Regions from separate parts of the Mus musculus genome. Here region 1 is linked to region 2. Evidence: chromatin contacts called from public HiChIP or PLAC-seq data. All regions are on one chromosome and are shown on one strand. The core of a region is the stretch at or near the end of the contact, and the rest is flanking DNA. Distances in the headings are between cores, read along the strand shown. Region 1 holds the start of Rd3 (retinal degeneration 3). Region 2 has its middle 5.1 kb from the start of Gm39742.

Region 1 (5,662 bases), core at 983-3,482, 45 kb before region 2:
TTCTCACCGACCCCCAAAGGTCTGGAGAACAGAAAGAAAAGCCTCTACTGCACACACCCCCCAACTTGGTGTAAGCTTGACTCCAACCTGGATCCTGGCCATCCCAGGCCCTGTGATCTGGTGGCTGTATAGAGAGCTGAGAAACTGATTGCAGGCGCCTGGGGCGTCGCTCTCCTCCTCCCACCTCCCCCTTCTTCCCTTCGTTACACTGTCACCTCTGCGCACACTCTGAGCCTCCCCTCTGGTCTATTTCTGGACATCCCTCAGGACAGTGGCTTCTCACCTTAGAAACACTCAAAGCCTTCCCTGAATCCCAAAGGCAAGAGGACTCTGGTTTCAGACAGTTAGAGGGGATCACGATGCTCACTAGTGCCACACAGTGAAGAGGATGCTGCCCTTAATCCAAGAACCCTGTGGTATTGGTCCAGAAGAACCCACAGCCAGGGCAGCAGCTGAGGCTCCCCCCTTGTATAACTGGGATCTCACAGCTCAGCTGAATATCTTCAGGCTAGGAAGGGTTCTGTTCCTGGGGACCTAGGGCCTAAGGTCACCTGACCCAGGCTGTCCCAGAGCAGAGGTCACCTCTTGGAGCAGGCTGTATCAGCTGAGGCCAGACCCTGGGTCCTGGCAGAGGCCTGAGAGCACATGTAGCTGTTCACCCCTCTGACTGATTCTGCTTTTCTCAGGGCCAAAGTCAACGTCACAAGCTGCAAGTTCTCCTTGTTTCTTTTTGGCATTAAAAAAATTATCTCTACACCACCAAGCCAGGTGTAAACCTGCCCGACCTGTGGGTCTTTTACCTACCTGACAAAGACCTGCTCATCCCTCAAACCAGTGTCTAAGAGTCAACTTCTTCCTGTAGCCTGGCCCTCATGTTCCCCACAGAGATGGCATGGATCTCAGAGGCCATCAGCTCCATCATCCCAGCATGTGTAATGATGGGCGAATGAATGCCTGGGCAAGTGGGGATATGAGTGGATAGGTGGATCAGTGGTGGGTGGGTGGGTGGTTCAGTGAATGGGTGGATCAGGGGTTGGTTGGATCAAGGGGTGGTTGGATCAGGGAGTGGGTGGGTGGTTGGATTAGTGAGTGAGTGAATCAGTGAGTGGGTGGTTGGATCAGAGGATGGGTGGATGGATCAGGGGATGGGAGTGGATAAGTAGGTGAGTTGATGGATGAATGGATACATATATGGATAGAGGGATCTGTTGATAGGTAGGTGGATAGGTGAGCAGAGGAGAGGCGGGTAAATGGGTGGGTGAACGGGTGAATCTCAGTCAGTTTTCTTCATATTGAGGCAGAGGTACAGATACTTAGGTCTGACTATGGTGGACAATCTCCAAGAAGTGCCTCTTCATCCCGATGTCATAATGAGAACCATCTCCACTGAACCCTCCCCCACCACCCAGGTTCCCTCCCTAGTGTCTTATTGGACCTCAGAGGCTGTGCCATTGTGGAGGGGACCACAGCTCAGTTCCAGGTCGCTGCTGTACATCTAGCCTTGACTCTGCACCTTAGAGGTGCTAAAGTTGCATTTCTCAGGTAGGTAGCCCCCTCTGATTCTAGATCTGCTTTCTCCCCCTGCTTGTGTCCCCTGCACAGCACAAGGGGGAACGTTAAGGCTGGTTTCTCTCAGAAGCTTGCTCTGCCCAAAGTAGACAACAGATGTGGCTTCCTCTAAGTTTACAAACCAGGTTGTGCACCCTCAGGATCAGGCCCGAGTCTGCTCATCTTTGACCAGTGAGGATTGAGGGGCCTCCCATGGCCGCCTGGGTCCTGGGTCCAGCTTACTTTCCGGATCCCAGGTGGCCTTCCAAGCTCAGAGCCAAGTGTGGCTAGCTGTCTACTGTAAGTGCAGGAAGCTGCCACTTCTGGGGAGATTCCCCTCTTACCTTAGGTCCACCTCCTTCAGGGCCACTATCACTGTAGGGGTCCTGCTTTCTGCTTCACACTCTAGGAGAAGAGAGCCTTGATCTTTTCTAGGGAAAGTAGAAAGTTGAGCGGCAAACTGGCAGGAGTTGAAGAGTGAGCTCCATCCTCGGCCGCCCTCTGCCTCTTCCACTGCTGGCTGCCTCCTGTGCTTTCTGCTCTTCCTCTTTGAGAAGTTGTACTGGAGGCACCAACTGGAGGAGGGACCCAGCTGGGCTGGTGTTTGTGGAGTATGTGTAGGTCCCCAGAGCTGAGACACAGCTCCCTGCAGAACCTGGAGGCAGGCCAGCATCGGTTGTCATGGAGACCCACCTAAGCCTCTTGGCCTGAAGCAGTATTAGCTGGTGAGGGAGGGCTGACCCGACACAGAGAGAGTGGTGTTCCCAGAAGGCAACTGAACCCTTACTCTCTCAGTACCATCTGGTTTGATGCTACTAACCTCATCAGACTCTTTGTGAACCTGCTATTGGCCGATGTTTCTAGCTGCCTGGTGAATGGTACCCGAATGAAATACAGTCTTTCCTCCAGGAGGGCATTATTCAGGGCACCAGGAGCCCATGAACTTGTCTCTACCTTTATCACTTCCCTTACCTGTCACTCTCTCTGTCTTTCCTTCCCTTGCACCAAGCACAGGCACTGATGGCTCAGGTAGGTCCAGGAAGAAGAAAGAAAGTGGGTCCTGGAAAGTCTAAGTGATGTCAGGAGCTGACACAGGCTTCCTGCTGTGCCTGCCCCTTGCCGCACTCACCACTAGGTCTCTAACTTTCTGCTCTCTGGACATGGTACCACACATAGGCTATTCTGATTGCAAGCCAACAGTAATCCCATTTGTGTCTCACAGAAGTGAGGAGGCACTGAGAAAAGAATGGTGTCCTGCGAAGGAGCAGCAAACTGTAACAGCCTGCACCGTCAGATCCCAGGGTCTGTACACTGGACCAGCACCAGGGAAGGGAATGGCTTTGGACACATCTCATTCAATTATGTTAACAATGAAGCAGAAAGCACAGGACAGTCTACTCAGCTGCGACTGCCCTCCCCTTGCGTATTTGAGGTTTTCAGTGTGCAGGTTCTTCTGCCTTCCTGCCCCTGGCAGAGGCTGCAGGGTCTCCTGTCAGGAACTGGGTCTTATGGTCAAACACTTCTCTTGGCAAATTCACATCATGACAGTCCTAACAGGTAAAAGGATGGGTTAGAAACCTCTACTACAGTTCCCAGGTGTCCTCCATCCAGGACCAGCTAAGGCCAAAGAAATCTGAGGCAAGTGCCAGGACAAGAGTGACTGTCTTAGTTAGGGTTGTACTGCTATGAACAGACACCATGACCAAGGCAACTCTTATAAGGACAACATTTAATTGGGGCTGGCTTACAGGTTCAGAGATTCAGTCCATTATCATAAAGACAAGAACATGGTAGCATCCAGGCAGGCATGGTGCAGGAGGAGCTGAGAGTTCTACATCTTCATCTGAAGGCTGCTAGCAGAAGCTGACTTCCAGGCAGCTAGGATGAGGGTCTTAAAGCACACACCTACAGTGACACACCTACTCCAATAGGGCCATACTTCCTAATAGTGCCAGTACCTGTGTCAAGCTCATTCAACCATCCCATGGCCAGCTGATAGCACCCTTCCCGTGGGTTAGCTGAGTGTCACCTTGGGTCAGGAGCACGGCTGGGACTGTTCTTTCTGGGAACCTTTCACAGACTGGAGAGCAGCAGGAACTCTCACCACAGAAACACTGAGTGTGCGCCCACCCAGCTCCTTCTGAACCCCCTTAACTGGAGCTCTATGTGTAAACTCTGGGGCCTGGTCGAAGATGAAGGCAGAGAAAGCAGGCCACCTCCTATACCGGCCAGGGCTTCCAGCTTGGTGGGCAGGCACCTGCAGAGATCCAGGGATACCTTGAAGAGGAGGTCCACCTAGGGGCCCCGCCTTCTCTCAACACTTCATATTCTCTTGTCCCCAGGCTGCAGTGCTGAGAATCTGCAAGCACAGAGCTGCAAGGGTCTTTTATCCCCATACCTGCTGGAGTCCCGGCATCAGACGGGACTGGGAACTTCCTCACACAGCACAGCGAGCAAGTTCAAAGTCAGGACGATACCCTCTGTTCTAAACCACTCATGCCCACTGCACCTCTGTGGCCTCAGCAAATCCTCCAAACCTCTGGGCACAATCATGACAGTCAGTTCCAGAGAGAGAACAGACATATCCCCTGTTCTCTGAGGGAGGGGGAGCAGGCTGTGCCCCCCCATCCCCTGTTCTGTAATGGAGGGAAGCTGCAGGCTGTGCCCCTGTCTGCAGTGTGGAATACTGTGTTACATTCCGAGTCCCAATGGCTCCTGGCCCGTGCATGGCAAGGCACCAGCACTGACCCATGGAAAGTCTGCTATAAGCTGTCATGGCACTTGCCTCGGATTGCCTAAGCTGGCCCTGGATGGAGGCCACCTGGGAACTCTAGAGGAGCTTCCTACCCATCCTTTTTACCTGTTAGAACATGCACGAGGGAAGCGGTATTTCCCCAGACCTCAAAATACTAGAAGATCTTGCTGGGCCGAATGAGAATGAAGCCAGGACCCTGAGGGAGGGGTTGAACTTGTGTCCTGGGGCTGAAGGTAGAATGTGTGTGAGGGTAGAGACTGTGTGAGGGTAGAGAGTGTGATGTCACTGTGTGCTGAGTCTAGGACCTGGCCCTCTGTAAAATCGGCTGGAAGCAGATGTAGCAGCAGAGGCCCCAGAGCTGGTTTTGTTTTAACCCAGTGCACTTGGCTGTCTCCCAGGAGGTAAACCACCGTGCCACCCCTCATCTCACCCACGGCACGCTCCATGGCACGCAGAAGAAAGAGGAGCAGGCTGAGCAACCACAGGAAAAGCAGAGGGGCTGAGTTTGGTGCTAGGCTCCAGTGGGGCTGGAAATAGAATTCACAAAATGAAGTTTGGAGCTGTAATATGATGCAAATCAGAAGCAATCTGTCCAGCAATGGAGGGGCTGCTTCAAAATCTCAGATGTAGCAACATCCCCAACTCTGCAGCCAAAAGGTAATTACAGCAAAGCACGCCTCTAGCTTTGCCTTGGAGAAAGCAATGGCATCCTGTGGTGGACTGCCTGGCAGCCCAGGAGTGGGACTCAAGTCAGGTCTAGCGGGGCTGGGGTGGGAGCCACAACCTGGCCCCTCTGCCTCAGACACCGAGAGACGCTGACACCTAACCTGACCTGTGTTGCACTTTTGCCTGAGGACCAGGAGCTCACTCAGTGTTGTCCCAGGCTAAGGAATGCTTGCACTCTGAAGGAATAGAGCAGCTTACTTCCTTTCGGATGTAGCTGGGTCACAAGCCCTTTGGCAAATCTTTATCTCCAGTAAGTATTTATATTATGATTCATTATAGTAGCAAAATTACAGTAAGTAGCAATGAAAATAATTTTCTGGTTGGGGTCACCACAACATGAGGAGCTGCACTAAAGGGCCACAGCATTCTGAAGGTCGAGAACCACTGACGTAGTTCATGTCAAGCTTGTTCTTTCCTTGGGAAACACCTCTTAGAAAGCACATGGTGACAAATTGTTTGGTCTCTATAAATGGGCCAAAAAAGAAAGTTTGGACAAGAAAAAATGTGTGCAAAACCAAAAAAAAGGACCTTGCCCTCCCTCCCTCCCTTATGATGTCACCAAAGCAGGATTAATAGGGGAAATGCAAACCCCTAATTCTTCCACACAGACCACACATCTTCACAACTCCGCAT
Region 2 (5,328 bases), core at 2,634-5,133:
GGCCCTCGTGGCTTCTTTGGGCAGTCCTTAGCCCAGTGTCCCTTTTCTTTGCAGTAGGCGCATTGGTCCTTATCAAGTTGGGGCCTCCTCCGCTCTCCCCCCTGTCTATCCTGTCTCTGACCAATAACTACAGTGGCCAAGAGCTTGCTCATCTCTCTATGTCTTCTGCGGTCCCTTTCTTTCTCTCTCTGCTCATCCTCTGCCCTACGGCGTTCTTCTTTTTCCTCTGTTTCTCTCTTGATACGTTCCTTTCTTTCTTCCGGGGTTTCTCGCTTATTAAAGATCTTTTCAGCTTCCCTTACTAAGTCTCCTAAGGTCTTGCTCTTTAAACCTTCTAACCGCTCTAACTTTCGCCCGATATCCGGGGCAGACTGCCAGATGAATGACATAGACACATTGGTTTCTTGCCCTGGGTCCTCAGGGTCATAAGGAGTGTACCTGCGATAGGCCTCTTTGAGTCTCTCTAAAAAGGCTGAGGGAGACTCATTAGGTCCCTGGGTTATCCCTTTTACCTTGGCCAAATTGGTGGGACTTCTGCCCGCGTTCTGGAGACCCGCTAAGAGCAACTGGCGATAGAGGACTAGGTGGTTCCTACCTTCTGTAGTGGTGTAATCCCAACCGGGGCGTTCAAGGGGAAAAGCAGCATTGACTTCATTAGGCAACTGAGTGGGGCGTCCATCATTGCCCCGGACTGCCTTTCTAGCCTCTAGGAGCACCCGCTGCTTTTCTTCTCCGGTCAGCAGGGTCCCCAACAACTGCTGACAGTCGTCCCAGGTGGGCTGGTGGGTGATGAGGACGGACTCAATCAAGGCCGTCAATTTACCTGGATCTTCAGAAAAGGAAGGGTTATTATTTTTCCAATTGTATAAATCCGAAGAGGAAAACGGCCAATACTGAAGCTGGCCATCTCCCCCCATGCGGAGTGGAAATGCCTGGGAGGTGGTGGAGTCCACTGCGGGAGGGTCTCTCCTTCCCCGCAGTCGAGACACCATGGGAGAAGGGGGGGAAACCTCGGAGGTGGTGGCCGCCTCTTCTTCGTCGTTTTCCCTGGCAGAGGAGGAGGGTTGTGCTCTGTACGGCGGGGGGTCCTCTGTGAGAAGGTCAATGAGGGGTCCGCCGCTATCAGGGAGAACCTGGGGCTTAGGAGGTTTGGACTTTATAGAGGGGGTAAGGGCAGGGTAAAGGGCAGATCGGGACGGAGGTTGCGCAGAAGGACCGGGCGGGAGGACGGGAGCTGTCGGCAAGGGAGGAAGTTTAGGAGACACAAACGGTTTGACCCACGGAGGGGGGTCATAGGCAAGTGCCTCCCAGGTGACGATATATGGGACCTGATCCGGGTGTCCGTGGGGACCAGGACAAAACACTCTAGACTTAACCTGAGAGATAATACTTAAATTGAAAGTACCATCCTGAGGCCATCCCACATTGAAAGTTGGCCATTCAGCGGAACAGAAGGTAATCCAGCGCCTCTTCCTGACATCCACAGACTGGTTGGATGCAATGCGCTGGACAGCGCCCCAGTGCTGCAAGGTTAAACTCAGAGGGGTAGTTACGGTCTGTCCCATGATCTCGAAAACACTTAAAGACAGAAGAAAACTAACGAAGAACAAAAGAACAACAAACAAATCAGACGCGCGGCGCGGCTTCGGCGTAAAACCGAAAGCAAAAATTCAGACGGGGGCGGGAAGTGTCTCTGTCTCTCGTCCCCCAACAAAGCCACGTACAGTGGCGGAGCTCCAAAAAGTCCGACTCGGGTAGGTTAACTGATACAGAATGGGCCACAAAACGGGCCCCCGAGGCCGCTGGGACGTCTCCCAGGGGCTGCGGCCGGGAATACGAACTCGTCAGTTCTTCCGCGGAACCGCCAGATACAGATCTAGTTAGCTAACTAGTACAGACGCAGGCGCAAACATTGGATGCCGGCACAAACACGCACGAAGACAGAGACAGACACGAAACGACCGCTGGCCAGCTTACCTCCCGGCGGGGGGTCGGTGGTCCCTGGGCAGGGGTCTCCAAATCTCGGTGGGACCTCCAAATGAAAGACCCCCGACGTGGGTAGTCAATCAATCTGAGGAGACCCTCTCAAGGACCAGCGAGACCACGATTCGGATGCAAACAGCAAGAGGCTTTATTGGGAACACGGGTACCCGGGCGACGCAGTCTATCGGAGGACTGGCGCGCCGAGTGTGGAGTTTTTACCCTTTTTATAGGGCTGGGGCTGGGGAGCAAAAAGCGCGGTTACAGAAGCGAGAAGCGAGCTGGTTGGTTAGTTCGAATAAGGCTTGGGGTATTTCTCGGTCATTTGGGGAAACTGAGGTGGGACTTTTTAGTTCTAAACAATGTCTATTTTCAAGAAATGGGTATGGGAGGGGTACGAGGAAAGGGTCTAATGAAGGTTCAACAATGGGCACACACCTGGTCAGAACATTGGCAGACACACAGGTTTAAGGAGTGGCCAGAGCACTGTGCACCTCTATTTTTCTAAATCAGTGAAGCTAGTTCTGCTAACACTGACGTCTGAGAGCCATCTGTTCTTGGCCCTGAGCCGGGGCCCAGGTGCTTGACCACCGATATTTGGCCCCTGTCTCAGTATTATTCAGCCTTAATCTTTAACTGTTAATCTTTAACTGAACTTTCTTGTAACTTTTGAGAACTCAGCTCTGGTACTTTTTCATGCCTTGCAAAATGGCGTTACTGCAGCTAGCTTGCTAAGCCTGATGGTGGGGTCTTTCACAACATCCTGCGTTAACTCCTCCGGTCTCATCAGAGCAATCTCTCCCGTGGCTTTCAGAACACCAACTCCCTTTTGCCTCCTTCTCTTGACTTCCTGACAGGGTGGAGTTCCAGGCTCAGCCTTGACCTTGTCCTGTCTATAGCTGTACTATTGGGATGTCTCTCACCCTCTACAGAATCAGCCCCCACCCTTCACATTCCCAGCTCAGATCTATGACTGGCAGACTCTGATCCTGCTTCATCCTGCCAGGGGAGCCCCAAGTCTCACATGGTTGGATCTCCTCAGCACACAAATCATACTCTTCTCCCCCGTCTCCACTGAGAATCCCTCCCAATCCTGTTCACCCCTCTTCTCTGTCCCCACTGAAGGGTGCTCCATCTTCTCAGTTCACAGACTCCTTATTCTAAAGGAATATTCTAAATCCAATCCATCCAGAAACCATATAGCTGTCCCCTCAGCTATATACAAGAGTCCTCTCTGCTCCAAGCTGCTGTCCCCTTACCCAGCATCACTTGGGACTCTCAGCTGTACCTTCTGATTTAGCTTCCTGCTCTCTCCTTCTGCTCCTCAGACACACAGGCTTCTGTCTCTGTATCTTCAGCCTCTGCCTGGATGACTTTCCTGGGAACCCACAGGACCAGGCTACCCTAACTGCCCAGTCTAGATTGCAGCTTTCACCGATCTAGGCCACACCTCACTTAGACCCTTTAGGACCTAATTTATTCATGTCTAGTAGACATTCTTTACTGCCTGCCAACTCCACTAGAAGCAGCCCAAGGTCAGGGATATTTGTCCCAAGCATCTAGCACATAGTAAGTCTTCAACAAACACTGGCTGAATGAAAGACCCAGCTACTTACTTCCCTCCCCTCTCCTTACTAGAACTTTACGAGGCCATGTCTAGGAGGCTGGCTAGGTAGATATGCGATGTTTTCTTAGCCCAGTGACCTGGGAACAAGGAAAAGAAGGGCTTAGAAAGCCAGGAAGCTGCATGGGCACGTTTGCCTGTTCCCAGTAACAAAAATAAGAGCCAGCTGTGAATTCTGTGGACCTTGCTGTGACTTTGGATGGAGTGGACCCCTCCTTATGCACTGCTCTCCTGTCCCAAACACAAGAGACCCAGCAGAGCTTGTCCATCCGGCCTTCACAACCCCCAGCCTAGAGCGTGCCCCACCTACTGCCCCCGGCCAGTTTCCTCCCTTTTACTCCCTGATGCTTCTCCAAACATCTGCAGGAGCTTCCACTCAAAGAACATCAAAGAACACCTGCTTTGATCTGAGCCACTATGGGCAACTTAAATAGCCCCAGACAGACAGACAGATGGACGGACAGACTGACAGGAACTGCTCTGGAGGCTATGGGCTTCCTGCAAATCCTAGCTCCTCTCACAGGGAGCTCTGCAGATGAGAAGTCTCCACACTCTCAGGACTTTCATTCTCTCATCGGAAGGAGAGAGATGCTGCTGCCTTTGGGGGTTGTCTGGAGATGGTATGTGTAGGAGCTCAGCTACTGCACCCCATCCCCAGGCCTCGAACTGAAGGAATCCTCACAGAGAGTCCATCACCCTGGGCTACCACGTTGGTGGTAGGACTGGGCCTCCAGAACTGCTGCCATATTCCTGCCTCTGAGTGGCAGACAGAGGGGATGGCATGTGACCAGTAAGGACCCTTGAAGCAATCCTAAATTCTTACTGGGAAATTAATGACATTTATTAGTTTAAAGGACACCAGTTAACATTCTAGAAACCTGTGAGGCTCACCTGTGAAAACCCTTTAGAGTGTGTGTGTATGAGGTGTGGGGTGTGTGGGGGGGGAGGATGGGGGCGGGGAGGATGGGGGCGGGATTCTGACAGCCAAGCACCCTGGGACCAAACCTGGATTTAACAGGAAACTCTAGAATACACACCGGATGTGCAAGGTTTGCCTCACCCCCTTCATTACACACTGGTGGTGTGGAATGTCATGATATGTTGTCACCTCTGGGTCCCCAGCACCAGGAAACAGTGTCAGGTGAACTGTAAGTGAGGGCGGGATGCAGCAGTGGACATCATCTACAGAGAGGCCTCCGTGCAGCTTGGCATTGTACCATATTGTTGTTACCCAGGGAGCCCTGGAACTTGTGTCTTGGTAGATTCATCCACATGTCTGTGGTAAAAGCCATCATATCTGGGAGTCAGCAATCAACGCTCCCAAATGTCAGAGAGAGAGAGAGAGAGAGAGAGAGAGAGAGAGAAGGGAAGGAAGGAAGGAAGGAAGGAAGGAAGGAAGGAAGGAAGGAAGGAAGGAAGGAAGGACAGATGTGTCCTCTGTTGCTGTGTACCAGGGCCAAGCCCCCTCCCTTTGCACAGCCTAACTTCTGCTCCTTGCAGTCCCAGGCTGCATTTCCATGCAGACTCATACCTTTGCATCGACAGTCTCCATGAAATAGACTAGAGTCCTGAAGTTTTCATTCCATTGGAGTAATTCTAAAGATTCACTAAATCTCTGAATCTTCCTTTCCTCTACTTCATAGGAAGCTGATTTCGACAAATGCCTTTTTAAATTACACCAATGTTCTCAAAGAGAGAGCACTGGTGCAGGTCAATGCTGGTGA

What was found. HiChIP or PLAC-seq counts read pairs in DNA pulled down with a chosen protein or histone mark.
Region 1: an H3K27ac HiChIP or PLAC-seq map of embryonic stem cells shows a contact between it and region 2, with 13 read pairs. The contact joins the promoter of Rd3 here to the enhancer-like site in region 2. A contact is called at or near these places in 1 of 39 promoter capture datasets (hippocampal neurons), 1 of 15 datasets of contacts at CTCF or cohesin (embryonic stem cells), 22 of 484 Hi-C or Micro-C datasets (the C2C12 cell line, the G1E-ER4 cell line, Sertoli cells and 11 more), 7 of 115 datasets of contacts at active chromatin or transcription factors (the HPC-7 cell line, embryonic stem cells, hepatocytes and 1 more) and 4 of 9 other capture datasets (adipose tissue, embryonic stem cells, liver and 1 more).

What each region holds. Positions count from the first base shown.
Region 1 is chr1:191,973,940-191,979,601 of GRCm38.p6, reverse strand. It overlaps Rd3 (retinal degeneration 3), which reads right to left and starts at 2,232. Exons shown (of 3, transcript NM_023727.4): 1 at 1,893-2,232.
Region 2 is chr1:191,931,021-191,936,348 of GRCm38.p6, reverse strand. It overlaps the pseudogene Gm39743. Among named protein-coding and RNA genes, the nearest start is that of Gm39742, 5.1 kb to the right of the region's middle. Within about 2 kb of position 3,883, at least 5 of the 459 cell types and tissues checked have an H3K27ac peak or open chromatin away from gene starts, as enhancers often do. A contact at or near this core is called in embryonic stem cells, where this site is marked.